Linked DNA regions of Mus musculus: region 2 is linked to region 1. A link is a contact called in public Hi-C data. All regions are on one chromosome and are shown on one strand. The core of a region is the stretch at or near the end of the contact, and the rest is flanking DNA. Distances in the headings are between cores, read along the strand shown.

The links. Hi-C and Micro-C count contacts between places; a contact is called where the count stands out from the background.
Region 2: a Hi-C map of the G1E-ER4 cell line shows a contact between it and region 1, with 7 times the contacts expected there. The contact joins two enhancer-like sites.

Annotation. Positions count from the first base shown.
Region 1 is chr17:19,028,033-19,035,314 of GRCm38.p6, forward strand. No RefSeq gene overlaps it. Among named protein-coding and RNA genes, the nearest start is that of Vmn2r98, 22 kb to the right of the region's middle. Within about 2 kb of position 4,114, at least 5 of the 459 cell types and tissues checked have an H3K27ac peak or open chromatin away from gene starts, as enhancers often do. A contact at or near this core is called in the G1E-ER4 cell line, where this site is marked.
Region 2 is chr17:19,441,790-19,448,634 of GRCm38.p6, forward strand. No RefSeq gene overlaps it. Among named protein-coding and RNA genes, the nearest start is that of 4930549P19Rik, 27 kb to the right of the region's middle. Within about 2 kb of position 3,387, at least 15 of the 459 cell types and tissues checked have an H3K27ac peak or open chromatin away from gene starts, as enhancers often do. A contact at or near this core is called in the G1E-ER4 cell line, where this site is marked.

The DNA of each region.
Region 1 (7,282 bases), core at 2,864-5,363:
CATTTAACAGTTATGGTCACACAGCACTGTGGTATCCAGAGACGGGCAACTTTCCTCATGCACAGACCAACCTAAGACATGGGGCCTGGTGACGATAGGGTTACCCTATGACAGGTAAGGCTGTGTCATTAGAGGAACGACCTAAAACAGGAGCCATGGTGGATGGACATAATTGCACAGGCCTAGTCCAGCCTCATTTTATTAAAACAAAAATGGGGAGATGTGGGAAGCCACATGTGCCATTGCACGGTGGCGCTGGCCACCACTGGCCACCATGCATACAGAGGCAGTAAAGTTTTTTTCTCCCAAGATGAGGTTTTGAGAATCAACCAAAATTAACCAATCAGATGAGAGACAAGTTAACCAATCAGATGTAGGCATGCAAATGAGGTGGTAAGCATAACCCATGCACAACCAATCCGGGTGTGAGACATGCCTCTCCTAGGCCTATATAAGCAGCACCAGTTCTGGGCTTGGGGTCACTTCGCCTCTGCAATCAAGCTCTCCCAATGAATATGTGCGGAAGGATGCTGTTGCAGCATCGTTCTTGCTGGCCAGTCGGGCGCACACAAGACTCTCAGGTCTGTCTGCCTAGATGCTGTCATATTCCTATCTTGATGATAAAGGACTGAACTTCTGAATCTATTATTCAGCACCTATTAAAGGTTTTTTTGTTTTTTTGTTTTTTTGTTTTTTGTTTTTTTAAGAGTTGCCTTGTCCTTGGTCTTGGTGTCTGTTAATAGCAGTAATATTCAAACTTAGAGAATAACTCTTACCAAATTTAAATAAATATTAGAGAAATCATCTAATTAGACCTGCAACAGATAAGAAAATGGAAGCAGCCCTGGAAAGTAATATATCAAAGAAAAATCCTAGAGCATATTGTTTTAGCACACAACTCTTCTATACTTTCAAAGAAACCTTAATATCATAAACCACATCTAAGTCCATAAAAAAGAAACAAAAGAAAAGTTGTCAAATTAATTTTATGAGGGCATAATTACACTAATATCTAAACAAAAAAATTACTCAGTGAAGAAATGCGGTATTTCAGATCAATTTTCTTTATTAATATTTATTCAAAAATACTCAGTGAAAAACTGACAAACTGGATCTAGAAACATATTGAAAAGATTCTCCACCATAATCAAGTGTAGTTCCTTATACTAGAGATGTAGGTTGGAAAAAAACATTGTCAGTGTAATATACCATATAAATAGCCAGGAGAAAATGACAATCAAAGTAGATATTGAAAAAAAGTTAAGAAAAATCAAGCCCATTTCATCAGAAACTTCTTGGATCTATTAGATATAAAATGTATATACCTAGTCTATGTAAGAGCAATATAAAACAAGCCAAGTGCCAACATCAATTAAAAGAAATTTAAAAGAGCTCAATCAAAATTAAGGATGAGAAAAGACTCTTGAGTAAATGTGTTTTGTTTTGTTTTCTCAATGTAGAACTTTATGTTTTATCTAGAGCAATAAGACAATGGAATACAAATATAAACAAAATGAGTTGACAGCAAATTGCTGATAACATAATAATATAAGTGAGCAAAAGCAAAAATCCAGCATGGGGTCTACCACATCTGAAAAACATTTTCAGTGCAGTATACTGATAAAAAATATGTCAAAATTATTAGTATCCCTTCTTTATATACATGATTAATGGGCTGTAAAAGGAATCAATGAAACAACACCCTTCACACTAGCTACAACTAATATAAAAGTGTCATATGGTGTTTCTATCCAAGGGAGTATAAGTCCAGTGTGACAAGATCTTCAAGTCATTGACAAAAGAAAGTAATGATATCAGAATATGTAAAACCCCTTGCCATGGTTTGGAAGAATTAACAGACGTAATTGCCATCCTACTAAAAGCAATGTAGAGATTCAATTCAATTCTCATTAAAATTTCAGCACAATTTATTATATAACTTGAAAGAACAAATCTCATGGTATTATTGAAAAGCAAATAACAGGACAGCTTCAACAATGCTGTACATTAAAAGCTCTTTTAGAGATATCATATCCTGATATAAAGCTGTACTACAGATCTATAATAAAGAGTTTACATGTTATTAGTATGGATATAGATACATTGTGTGATAAAATAGATTTGAAGATACAAAATAAACCTATATACCTAGGGACAAATGATCTTCTTGACAAAGGAGCAATAAATATACAAGGAAGAAAAGAGAGCATATTTGACAAATAGTGTTGTTATATTTGGATCTCTGCACGTTGAAAGAATGAATACAGATCCATATTTTTCACTCTGCAGAAAACGCAAGTCCAAGTGGTTAAAATATATCAGGATAATACATAATACAATAAATCTGATTGCAGAGAAATTGGAGAAGAGGCATAAATCTATTGGCATAGGAGACAACTTTCTAATAGAACATGAACAGCTCAGTTAGTAAGATTAGCAAGTAATAAATAGGACCTTATAAAATGAAAATATTTAATGAGAAGAGCCAATGTCAAAAGTCCAAAACTGCAATGTATAAAATGGGAAAAGTTATTTTTTTTCTTTAGTTTTACATATGTATTTATTTGGTTGGTTAACTTATTCATTTTACATCCTACTCACTGTCCCCTCCATGTAACCTCCTTCCACAAAACACCTCCCCATTCTGTCTTTTCCTCCTTATCTGAGAATGAAATTTCTCTACTTGGTATCCCACAACTCTAGCTTATCAAGCATACAAGGCTATATTAATTTTCTCCCATGGAGGCTTGCCAAGTAATCCCAGTTGAAAGTACATATATACAGCAGGCAAAAGCTCTTGGGATATCCCTCTCTCCAATTGTTCAGGATCCACAAGAAGACTAAGTGTACATATAATTCAAATATGCAGGAAGGCCAAGGTCTGGACCATGTATCTCCTTTGGTTGATCCTTCAGTCTCTAAGAGATAAAAGATTTCAGGTTATTTGACAGCATTGGCCTTCCTGTGGAGTTCCTATCCACCTTAGGTGTCCCCAATCCTTCTTCCAGTTCTTCCATAAGAGTCCCCAAGCTCTGTATACAGTTTGGCAAGGGGTGTCTGCATCTGTATGATTTAACTACTATGCAGAGCCTCTCACAGGACAGAAAAAGTAAACTCATGTCTGCAAACATAAAAGAGTATGACTAACAGAATTAGCTATTTGTGCTCAACCATGGGATAGGTATTTATTTGGCAAGATTATTGATTCACTACTCTGTAGGTCTCTGTATCATTCCTCATCCCTTCATTTCTTGCAGACTGTATAAATTAAGGGTGACATTTTTCTTTGTGCTGCATACCTTAAAAACTTCTAATTTATGAATAATAGTTATAAAAGAAGAGAAGAGTCCCACAGCCAAGGCCCCCCAAAAAACAATTTCAATAAAATCAGAGAAGAAATGTTGGGAGCCAAAACTAAATTCTTTATAATAATCCAAGTGAAAAAGATGACTACCAAGTCTTGAGACATAAAGCTGGACCTCCTCTCCAAGCTGACTAAGTACAGATGAAGGTCACCAACAGACTGTCTCAGTTGGACCTCCCCCCTAAGCTGACTAAATCCAGATGAAGGTCACCAACAGACTGTTTCGAGAATTACCACAGATGATTGCAGACCTGATGCAAACAGCAGATGTCATAACTACAAGATGTACTTTTAGATATCATGCCTCCCCTTGTAGTCACTGAGGAAAATTACCACTGCTCCCCCCTGCCCTTCTGTGTAAGGATTATTTCCCCTTTGATCTTTTTGTATAAAAACTGCAAGTTTTGCTGAATATCATGAGACCTTGTCAAGATCAAGATTGACTCCATGTCTTTTCTGTGCTTGGCCACATCACCAGGCACGCAGCTTCAGCTAATCAGGGCAGCAGGGGCATATCTCCATCAAAATGGATTCACCTGTATCCTGGTACACCTGCACAGCTCTCAAGATGTTTTTGGCTCATATGAGGAAGTCAGGTGCAAGTCATACCACTTAGCTGCAGTCCCTGGCGCCTTTGGGACTGCCACCACACTCGCTCCTCACAATTAGAGACCTCTTAAAAGATGCAGAACAAGGAGGGGAGGGAGCCAGACTACTGGCACTCATTGAAGATTTTCTTGGGGCTTCTTGCTTACTATCAGGTAAAAGTGAAACTAAAAAGGACTTAAAGGATCATTCAAGCTCCTCTTCAATCATCACAAACATGAAAGATCCTTCAAGTAGTTTTGCAGCTCCTCTCTTCCCACAAAGCCTAAAGGGGCTCCTAGATGAATCAGAGAAATTTGTTTGACCAAAGCATATTTATCTAGTCTTAAAAGACTGTAATGCCCCCTTTGACTTATCCTCTGAGGCAGAACTAGAGGAGGAGGCAGCCAAATATGAGGAGGAGAGATATGGTCCTGGCTCCCTAGTGTTTTTAACAACAAAATCAGGCCCTAGGTACCATCATCCGCACCCACCTCTATATCCCTCTCTGCACCTCTATCCTTCCCTCAGCCTGCTGCCTCCAGCTCCCTTACCAGGGACAACTGTTCGTCATTTGCTCCACACAAATGACGATCTGGTGGCTCACATTTCTGGTCTAAAAGAGGTTTTATACTTGCAAAAAAGAATTAGGAGACCTCACTCTAGAAATTCAAAATTTACAGGGGGTCTTTTCTGGAGCCCCAATTGTCAAGAAACAGTCACAGCACACTAGTCATAAAGGAGGCCTCCCCTCCAGTCTCCACGGAGAAGATCAAACATAAATATTCAGCCAAGGACAAGGCACATAAAAAATTGGCCTTCCCTGTCCTGACTCAGACATGCTCCAAACAGATAAGTCATGACCCTGAGCCAGTTAATGATGATACCTCAGGACAGGCAAAGGGGGAAAAGGAAAATGGAAGTGATGAATTTGAGCCCTGAACAATTTTAGTCAACGGGGTGGTGAGGGCTCCTGTAGCTGGTACAGCTCTCCAGGCTGCTAAGGCTGCCTGGGCAGTCTGCACTAGCATCTCAGGAGAAAGCCCCAATTGTTTCTTATCAGAGGCAAACGGACCTTTACCAAATATTTCATCAGAGGTCCAAGAATAAGACTCACTGAGTTTTTTTTTTTTCTATTAATCGTAGCCCCAATTGTCAAGAAACAGTGATTTAATAAAGAAGGGTGACTGACTCTGAAGAAGAAGAGGCCATAAAAGATGAAAGTGATTATGAGTCTTCATAACCTGTTTACAAGAAATTAAAGATCAAATATATTAAAGAATTGCATTCGGCTGTTAAAAATTATGGCGTTAGTGCCCCTTTTATTGTATCAACAATCTTGGAGGGACTAGCAGGAGACAGTTACTTAACACCTAACGAATGGAGCAAAGTGGTACAGTCAGTCCTCAGTAGAGGTCAGTATTTAACTTGGCAATCTGAATTTGTGGATAGAGCCGAAACCCAGGCTACTATTAATAGAAAAAAAAAAAAAAAAGCCCTCAGTGAGGCTTATTCTTGGACCTCTGATAAAATATGTGGTAAAGGTCCGTTTATCTCTGATAAGAAACAATTGGGGCTTTCACCTGGGGTGCTAGTGCAGACTGCCCAGGAAGCCTTAGCAGCCTGTAGAGCTGTACAGACTACAGGAGCCCTCACCACCCCATTGATTAAAATTGTTCAGGGCTCCCAAGAATCCTATGCCCAATTTGTTGCTAGACTATAAGAAGCCCCTGAAAGAAATCTTGGCCCCCATGAAAATGAAGGGCTTTTAGTTAGACAACTTGCCTTGGAGAATGCTAATTCTGCTTGCAAGGCTGCCCTGAGGGGTAAGACTAGAGGCTTAGACCTCACAGGAATGATAAAGCTCTGCAGTGAGGTAGATATATTTTCACAACAAGTCTCAAAATCTATTAATGTGGACATTGGAGTGGTCTTCCAAAAAGCTGGTGGAACTAGGCAGACTCAGCAGAGTTTGTGTTTCAGATGTGGAATCCTGGGACATTATGCCCACGAATGCCTGTCCACCAGACCAGGCAAATCTGCCACCATACCAGGCACAGGACAAGTTACACAGGGAGCCTCCTGGCCTCTGCCCCAAATGTAAGAGAGGTCACCACTGGGCATGAGATTGCAGAACCAAAATTGATGTAAATGGCCGCCCCCTTACTGTGGTCCAGGGAAACTACCAGGGGGCCCCTACTCGGGGCCCGCTACCCCTGATAGCACCCCCAAACAATCCATCGCTAGTTCCCTCCAGTCTCCCCAACGGGGATTGTGCAGGGCTACAACAGGGACACCAAGATTGGACTTGTGTTCCTCCACCACCAGGATTATAACTCCCAACGAAGGAGGAAGGGACATTACTTCATGAAACAGGAGAATTCAGACCCCCACCCCAAAATATGTTTTTTCTTATTATAGGCCGAGCATCATGTTCCCTACAGGGACTCATGGTAACCCCCACTGTGGTCGATGTTGACTACCAAGGAGAAATAAAATTTCTGGTTTCAGCCAAATGAGGGCCCCTTACATTGAGAGCAAAAGAGCACATCACCCAAGTGCTGCTGCTCCCGTTAATTGGACAATTTTCACCTATTAGAAAAACAAACAAACAAACAAACAAACAAACAAACAAAAAACGGGTACCGTCCTCCCCGGGATCCTCGGATGTTTACTGGGTACAAAAATTAACTGACTCCTGAGCCATGTTGACCCTGTTTTTAGATGGCAAAGAATTTCAGGGACTTCTAGATACTGGGGCAGATGCAACAGTAATTTCTTCATCACACTGCCCCACTGCTTGGCCTTTAGAACCTACTGCTTGCTACCCATTTAAAGCTGATAGACCAAACTCAGGATACTCTACAAAGTTCAAAATTGTTAACATGGTCAGTTAAGGAAAATAATAGTGGAACTGTACGGCTGTTTGTATTCAGGGGCCTTCCTGTTAATTTATGGGGAAGAGATATGCTCTGTTAAATGGGAGTTATAATGTACAGTCCCAATGGGATTGTCACAAATTTCATGCTAAAAACAGGGTATGTCCCTGGAAAAGGCCTAGGGAAAAATGAACAAGGGGTTGTTCATTCCTTTGTCCCTGTACCCAAAAAAGACAAAAAGGGTCTTGGAGCAGACCTTTTTTCCTAGAGACCACTGCTCCTCCTGCACTTCAGGCAGATAAAATATCTTGGGAAACTAATGATCCAGTCTGGGTCGACCAGTGGTCTATGCCTCAAGGAAAGGTCCAGGCAGCCTTACAGTTAGTGCAGGAACAATTCAGGCTGTTGCACCTTGAATCATCCACCTCCCTGTGGAATACACCTATATTTGTTA
Region 2 (6,845 bases), core at 2,137-4,636, 410 kb after region 1:
GAGATTATTGTGTCTTGGTTCAGCTTTTTCCAAATTTTAGAATTCATGAGTCAGATGACTTACTGAAGTTTTGTGATGGAGGTGCCTCCTTGCCATCCCGCCACAAAAGAGAGCCTATCTCGGCAGTGACCCTTACGGTCCTTCTTGGCCTGGGTGCTGTTGGGACCGGGACTGGAATTGTAGCCCTTGTGTCTTCTCAACAGAATGCGCGCAATTACCATCTGCTCAATGAGGCTATTAGCCAAGATATAGAGAATATAAAAAGGGGCCTAGATGATCTTACCGATTCCTTGGTCTCCCTTTCAGAAGTTTCCCTTCAAAATAGAAGGGGATTAGATTTGCTCTGTCTACAAAAAGGAGGCTTATGCGCTGTACTTCAGGAAGAATGCTGTGTATATATTGATAAAACTGGATTAGTTAAAGATAGCATTGCCAAGGTTAATGCCAGTTTAGAAAAAAAGAAAAAGAAAGAATGAACAACAAGAGTCATGGTACCAAAATTGGTTTTCAACCTCCTCCTGGCTTTCTACCTTGTTGCCCTCCCTTTTGGGTCCCCTATTGGGACTCCTATTATTGATTTCCTTCGGTCATTGGGCATTTCAGAAATTGACCCGATTTGTTAAATCTCAAATTGATTCATCTCTTTCAAGCACATCTGTTTCAGTTCCTTACCATTGGCTGGACGTTAGTGATAACAATCAGGCTACTAGAGAAGAGTCAGACGTGGATACCACTTCATCACCCTAGTCTCAAGGAGAGAGACTCAATTTCCATAAAATGCTTAAGTAAGATCATTCCCCTCCCCCTCCCCCTAAATTCGGCCATCAGTCTCATGCCACAAATCATTTATAGATTGCCATAGTCTGTGCTTCCGACATGGTAATATACATTCTCTCCACATTGGAAACTAAACAGTCATCCCATGCTAGACACATCAAAAAATTGGAACTTGAAGCCATCACCCATGAGAGTTGTAGGCTAAACACTGCACAGATATTAGTCTGGAAGCTGTTAGACAGTCTCTGAGAGGCATGTCTGATTGCATGAAGGTTGAGTGCCCTAGAGTCCTTCCCCCAGGAAAAATAAAACGGCACAGGAGCAGGTCAGGGTTACTCTGGGTAAAATTCTGTGGGCCTGAAAGTCAATCCTGTATATGGCTCCTAACATTGCACACTGGGGATCAGACCTCTACCTCTACCCAGGGAGCTTGCTTCATTCCTAAATCCCTTGGCTAGCCCAGGTTATACCCAAGAGACTGGAACCATTAATTCAAGCCTCATAGATGACTTATCCTTGTGTCCTTCGTGATTTTAAAGAATCACCCGGTGAGCAAACAGATGTTTAGGCAGTCGTTAAAAACGTGGCTACAAATTTATTATACAATATGCCTTTATAAAAATATTAAAACGGGGGAGATGTTGGTAGCTATTAAGACAACTCTCTTGTCTTGATCTCTGAATTGGGCCTCTCCCCCTGAGAAGAAAAGGGGGTCAAAGCAGTCCACAGACGCACCATTCCGATAACAACCACAGAATGTTCCAGCCCTAAGTCAGCACCAGATGTCCTGACCACAAGATGTACCCTGATACCACCAAGTTCCTGCTTCCCCATGTAGTTGCCAAAAGAACATTTTCAGCTGCCCCATCCCTCCTTCTGAGAAGTACTTCCTCCTTTGCTTGTGCATTTCCACTGCCCCATTCCTCCTGCTGAGAAGTACTTCCCCTTTTGCTTGTGCATTTAAGCCTTGAGCCTTGCTAAACACAGTGACACCTTAATGCTACTCAGAATGTTTACGTATCATTCCTGCACTTGGTGTCCGTCCCTCCTTACCCCCATTTGGTTCTTAGGAGAAGGTCCTCTCCATACCCACAAATAACTGGATCTACTGGACAGGTCAATATGTCCTTACTGAGATGGCATCCGGAGTCTAAAGAAGGCCTGACTCTTGGCCAAATATCTGGTATTGGTCTCTGTATTTTGGGACCCCAGAGGCTTTCCCCCTTTCCCCTGTTTGAAGTGTGTAATCAAACCCTTGTTGTTAATAATACCTTTCAATATGCTATGGCCCCTAATAATTCTTATTTTGCCTGCTCTTTAGGTTTAAGTACCTTTATAGTTACTTCCACCTTTTCAAAAGGCAGAGAATATTGTGTTTTGACTGAATTGCTTCCTCGCATCACAGTACACCCACTTGATGATTTTCTAAGATTCTGGGAGAGAGGATCCACACATCCCTAGAGGCACAGGTGAGAGCCTATCACAGCTGTCACCCTCATGGTTCTCCTTGGATTAGGAGCTGTGGGGGCAGGAACAGGGTTTGCCTCCTTAGTGACCTCCAATCAACAGTATACCCAACTTAGTATGGCTATAGATAGAAATCTTCGGGAGAACCTTAAAGATTCTGTTACTTCACTTTCTGAGGTAGTGTTACAAAACAGAAGAGGGTTAGACTTGCTTTTCCTCCAACAAGGAGGACTGTGTGCTGCTTTAAAAGAGGAATGCTGTTTTTATACAGATAAGACAGGGTTAGTAGAAGATAGTCTGAAAAAGTAAAAGAGAGTTTAGAAAACAGAAAAAGAGAATGAGAATAAAGTGATTCCTGGTACCAGAATTGGTTTTACACTTCTCTATGGCTCTCTACCTTGTTGCCTAGTATTTTGGGCCCTGTGGTAGGATTACTTTTGCTCATATCCTTTGGACCCTGGGCATTTAGAAAGTTAACAGAGTTTGTCAAATCACAGGCTGATGCTGCCTTTAAAAGACCAGAATCCATCCATTATCATTGTCTGGAGGTCTGAGATATTGATCAAGAGGTTTATGCTGAGCCCCCGGGTGATCCTTCGGCAGGCTTAGATTTCACAGCCTTAGATCCAGAAAACAATCCTGAATGCTTTGTTAAGCTATGGACACATCAATGACAGGAATAGCATGATACCATATACCAGGGACACACCCTTGATAGGCTGTAGAGCATCTCAATGATGAGATTATCATGAGTCCATGACCCAGGGGCCGACTCAAATTTGAGAGTGCTGGGTATGGAGACAGCTGTGTAGCCAAAGACAGAGACTCTACCCTCAAACCCAACCATATCAGGTGCTGGTTGTGGATATGCATCATGTAGCCTAAGACAGATGATCCATCTATAAAATAAAACAGGGGGAGATGTTGGAGACCTACACTGACGCATAAGCCAAAGTTTCCCTCCCTTCTTGAGAAACTTCTGACCTTTTGAAATGACAGCTGACAGAACATCAAGATCAGATAATAGCATCTGCAAACTTCCTGAGAAAAACCACAGAATGTTCCCTGAGCTAAGAGTAGATAGTTTGTTACTGGGCATTTATGCAGAACCACCCCTGCCTCAGGGCTGAGGCATAGGCAAGTTTCTCTCTCTTTACTTCCTCCTTCTTTCCACTTATATTCTTTAACCTTGCTCACAATAACAGACCATGACAATCATTGTTGGTCTCTCTCCTTTCTCACTGGCTTCTTTTTCAAGCATGGTTCCTCTCAGACCCCTCAAATAACTGAGTCCTGCAGGTGGGGACACACAGTAAAATAATACTTCTTACCTCTATCTTGGTCAATATCCAATCTTAAGTATAGCTTCATTTTTTTTTTTTTTTTGTAGTATGTTTCTGTACAACACAAGTCCTATCCAGGCCTTGTTACAGGCATTTTGAGTTTACTTTGTACTGCAGTAAGAGTTTGATATATTGTACAGTTTCCCCCATAGCCAGGATCCATGGGTACAGGAATGAAGGGGTGGAAAAGGGCAAAGTTCCACTCACTATCACTCCTAGGGGCCCTCTAGGAAAAGTTTTGCTTCCTGTCTTCATAACTCTAAGCTCTGCAGGCCTAGAAGTTATGGCTCCAGAGAGGGGAGTGCTCCTACCAGGAGATATAACTAACATTCCATTGAACTGGAAGCTCAGACTTTCCCCTGGTCATTATGGGCTTCTAATTCCCTTAAACCAACAGGCTAGAAAAGGAATAACAGTGTTAGGAGGGGTGATAGATCCAGATTACCATGAGGAAATTGGATTCACAATGGAGGTAAGCCAGATTATGTCTGGAATGAAGGAGATCCCTGAGGGAGTCTCTTAGTACTGCCATGTCTTGCAATTAAAGTCAATGGGAAACTACAACAGCCTAATCCAAGCAGGATGATAAAGGACACAGACTCATCGGGAATGAAGGTATGGGTCAGTCCACCAGGAAAGGAGCCAAGACCTGCTGAGGTGCTTGCCAAAGGTGAAGGAAATACAGAATGGGTAGTAGAGGAAGGTAGTTATAAATACCAATTAAGGCCGTGTAACCAGTTGCAGAAACAAGGATTATAAAGTAATATGAATGCCCCTGTCTTATTTTTCTAACAAATAAATTTGTCTTTCTTCCAGTTTCTTTAACATCAATTTGTATTTAAGTTGAGACACTAAAAGGATGTTCCCAAGGGACATTGCCTCATTGTAAATTTACAAATGTGTATGTTATTGTACGAGGGATAGTTATATCATGTTAGTCATAGTCACAACCTTGTTATTGTTTCATGTGAACATGAGATATTATTTTTGTCAAGTTGACAAGGAATGGATTGTAGTGCCTATTCCTGGTTGTCAACTTGAGTATATTTGGAATGAACTACAATCCAGATTGGAAGGCTCACCAGTGACCCTTATCTGGAGGCTTGGAGATAGAAGTTTCTGATCTGGACCTTGGTATGGAGATCGATCGTGAGGCATAGTGGTTATGGATTCCAGAAGATTAAATCTCCGAGTTCAAGGTCATCTGGGATTAAAGGTGTGGTAGAACTCACCTTTAATCTGGGCTACACCTTTCATCTGGGATTAAAGTTGTGATGGAACACACCTTTAATCTGGGCTACATCTTCTGCTGGGTACAATATAAGGACATTGGAAGAAGGGAGTCTCGTTCTTGCTCCCTCACCTGCTTGCTGTGTGGGACAGAGTAAATGCTAGATCCTTGGACTTCCATTTACAACTACTGCTGAACCATTGTTGGGAATGGGACTGCAGACCTTAAGTCATCAATAAATTCCTTTAATATATAGAGACTATCTATAAGTTCTGTGACTCTAGAGAACCCTAACTAATACAGTGTCTCTCTTTATTTTGTGCAGTAGCAAGCCCTTCACTGCAAAGAACCTGTCTCCAGACATGTGAGCAACAAATTTGGTTTAGTAATTATAAATAATAGGTTTGATTGATGTGAAAAACATTGAACTTGCATAAAATCAGAAAAATGTAAGCTAAATTAATGACAAGTTCAGTAAGTTGGAGGTAGGCCAGATTATGTACATTATAATGTATTATGAGCATTTATTATAGTGTTCCTTATGAGTATGGGGTAATTTTAAGAGAAAAGTGGCTTGTTTTCTAGTCACAATCATGGTACAGTCTTTAGAAACTTGTTATCACATCCATTATCTGCATGTGTGTTCATATTTGTGATGTAGCTCACATTTTCTGGTGAAAGTAAAACTGTTCAAACACATGTTCTCATTCTGAAATGTGTGTGTTAAGATCAAGATTTGGTCCCCAGGACTGCTACATCCACTCCAGTAGTGACTCCCTTGGCAAACCTAAAAGACTGGAAACAGTTATGAGGCAAAGAGTTCAAGGAAACTTAACCTCCTGGAACCTTGGCATTCCCATAGCTAGAATGCCCCAGATTTGTCCCTGCAATATTCTGGAGGTTCTTGCAGGCTTTCTTGCATTATTTTACTGGATAAGAGTTAGAAGTTTCAGGGGAACCTTAGCAAAGTATACTTAGAATCTTCTTTACAGCCAGGTATAGCAGAGTACATTGCATATTAGAAGCAAGTTGGTAAATTATTCTGACAAATGGAGATTCCCTGCAGATACTTAAAAGAACAGCCAAGTTACTCTCATATGAAAGGATTTACCAAGGCCTAAGAAATAAGGGGGTTGTGATATTGCATTATTCATGTTAAGGTCTGCTAGTGCTGAACCCCCTGGTGCTAGCTTTCACAAGGCTCACAGAAGTAGCACAAATTGTCACTAGGGTGTGAAATCCTCACCTATCATTAGCTGACTCTAGACAGGGCTGTTTTATCTTTATTGTAAGCATTACTACCTGGTTCCTGTCAGTCCTTTGAAGTCATTCCTCTGTTTTGGGTCAGAAACTTCAATGTAATTTGACTGCTGTGATAACCTATTCCTTTGTTTTCTGTATTACATAAGACTGATGTTCACTTTGTGAAAAATTACATTAGAATTCACCACTCCCTTGTGTCTTTGTCTATTTGTCACTTCTCACCAACTCCATGCCCACCTGTCTGGAACCTTGTTTCCACATGGATTGAGAGAGGTTGACTGATCCTGGTTCATGGCACAGGACAAGCATTAGGATCCTGGAATGCATAAGATATACTATTGGCCAATTTGTTCAATCCTTTCATTGATGTATCTTAAATCTTTCCAAGACAAAATGAGAATATTCTCTCAAGGTTTATGAGAGTGAAATATTTTCCTTCACATCAAGTAAAATATGAGTTTGAATATGTATGTCAAAATTAATTTCATCTAATATGTTCATTATTACTCTTCATGGCTTGATAAAATTGATGTGTCACAAGAATGGAATTCTAGGCAAGTTTTTCATAGATTTTATTATTTACTGGAACTATGCACCATTGTGAGCAATTTTACATATTAAAAATAAAACCTATTCTCTAGAACATTTCTCATGTAGATAATGCCATTCTGGTTTCTTTCAACCATGTTTTCCCTATTATATATTAGCAGTTAATATGGTTCTTCTAAAAATATTGGAATTCTGTTAGCTTTAAAATTGATTTC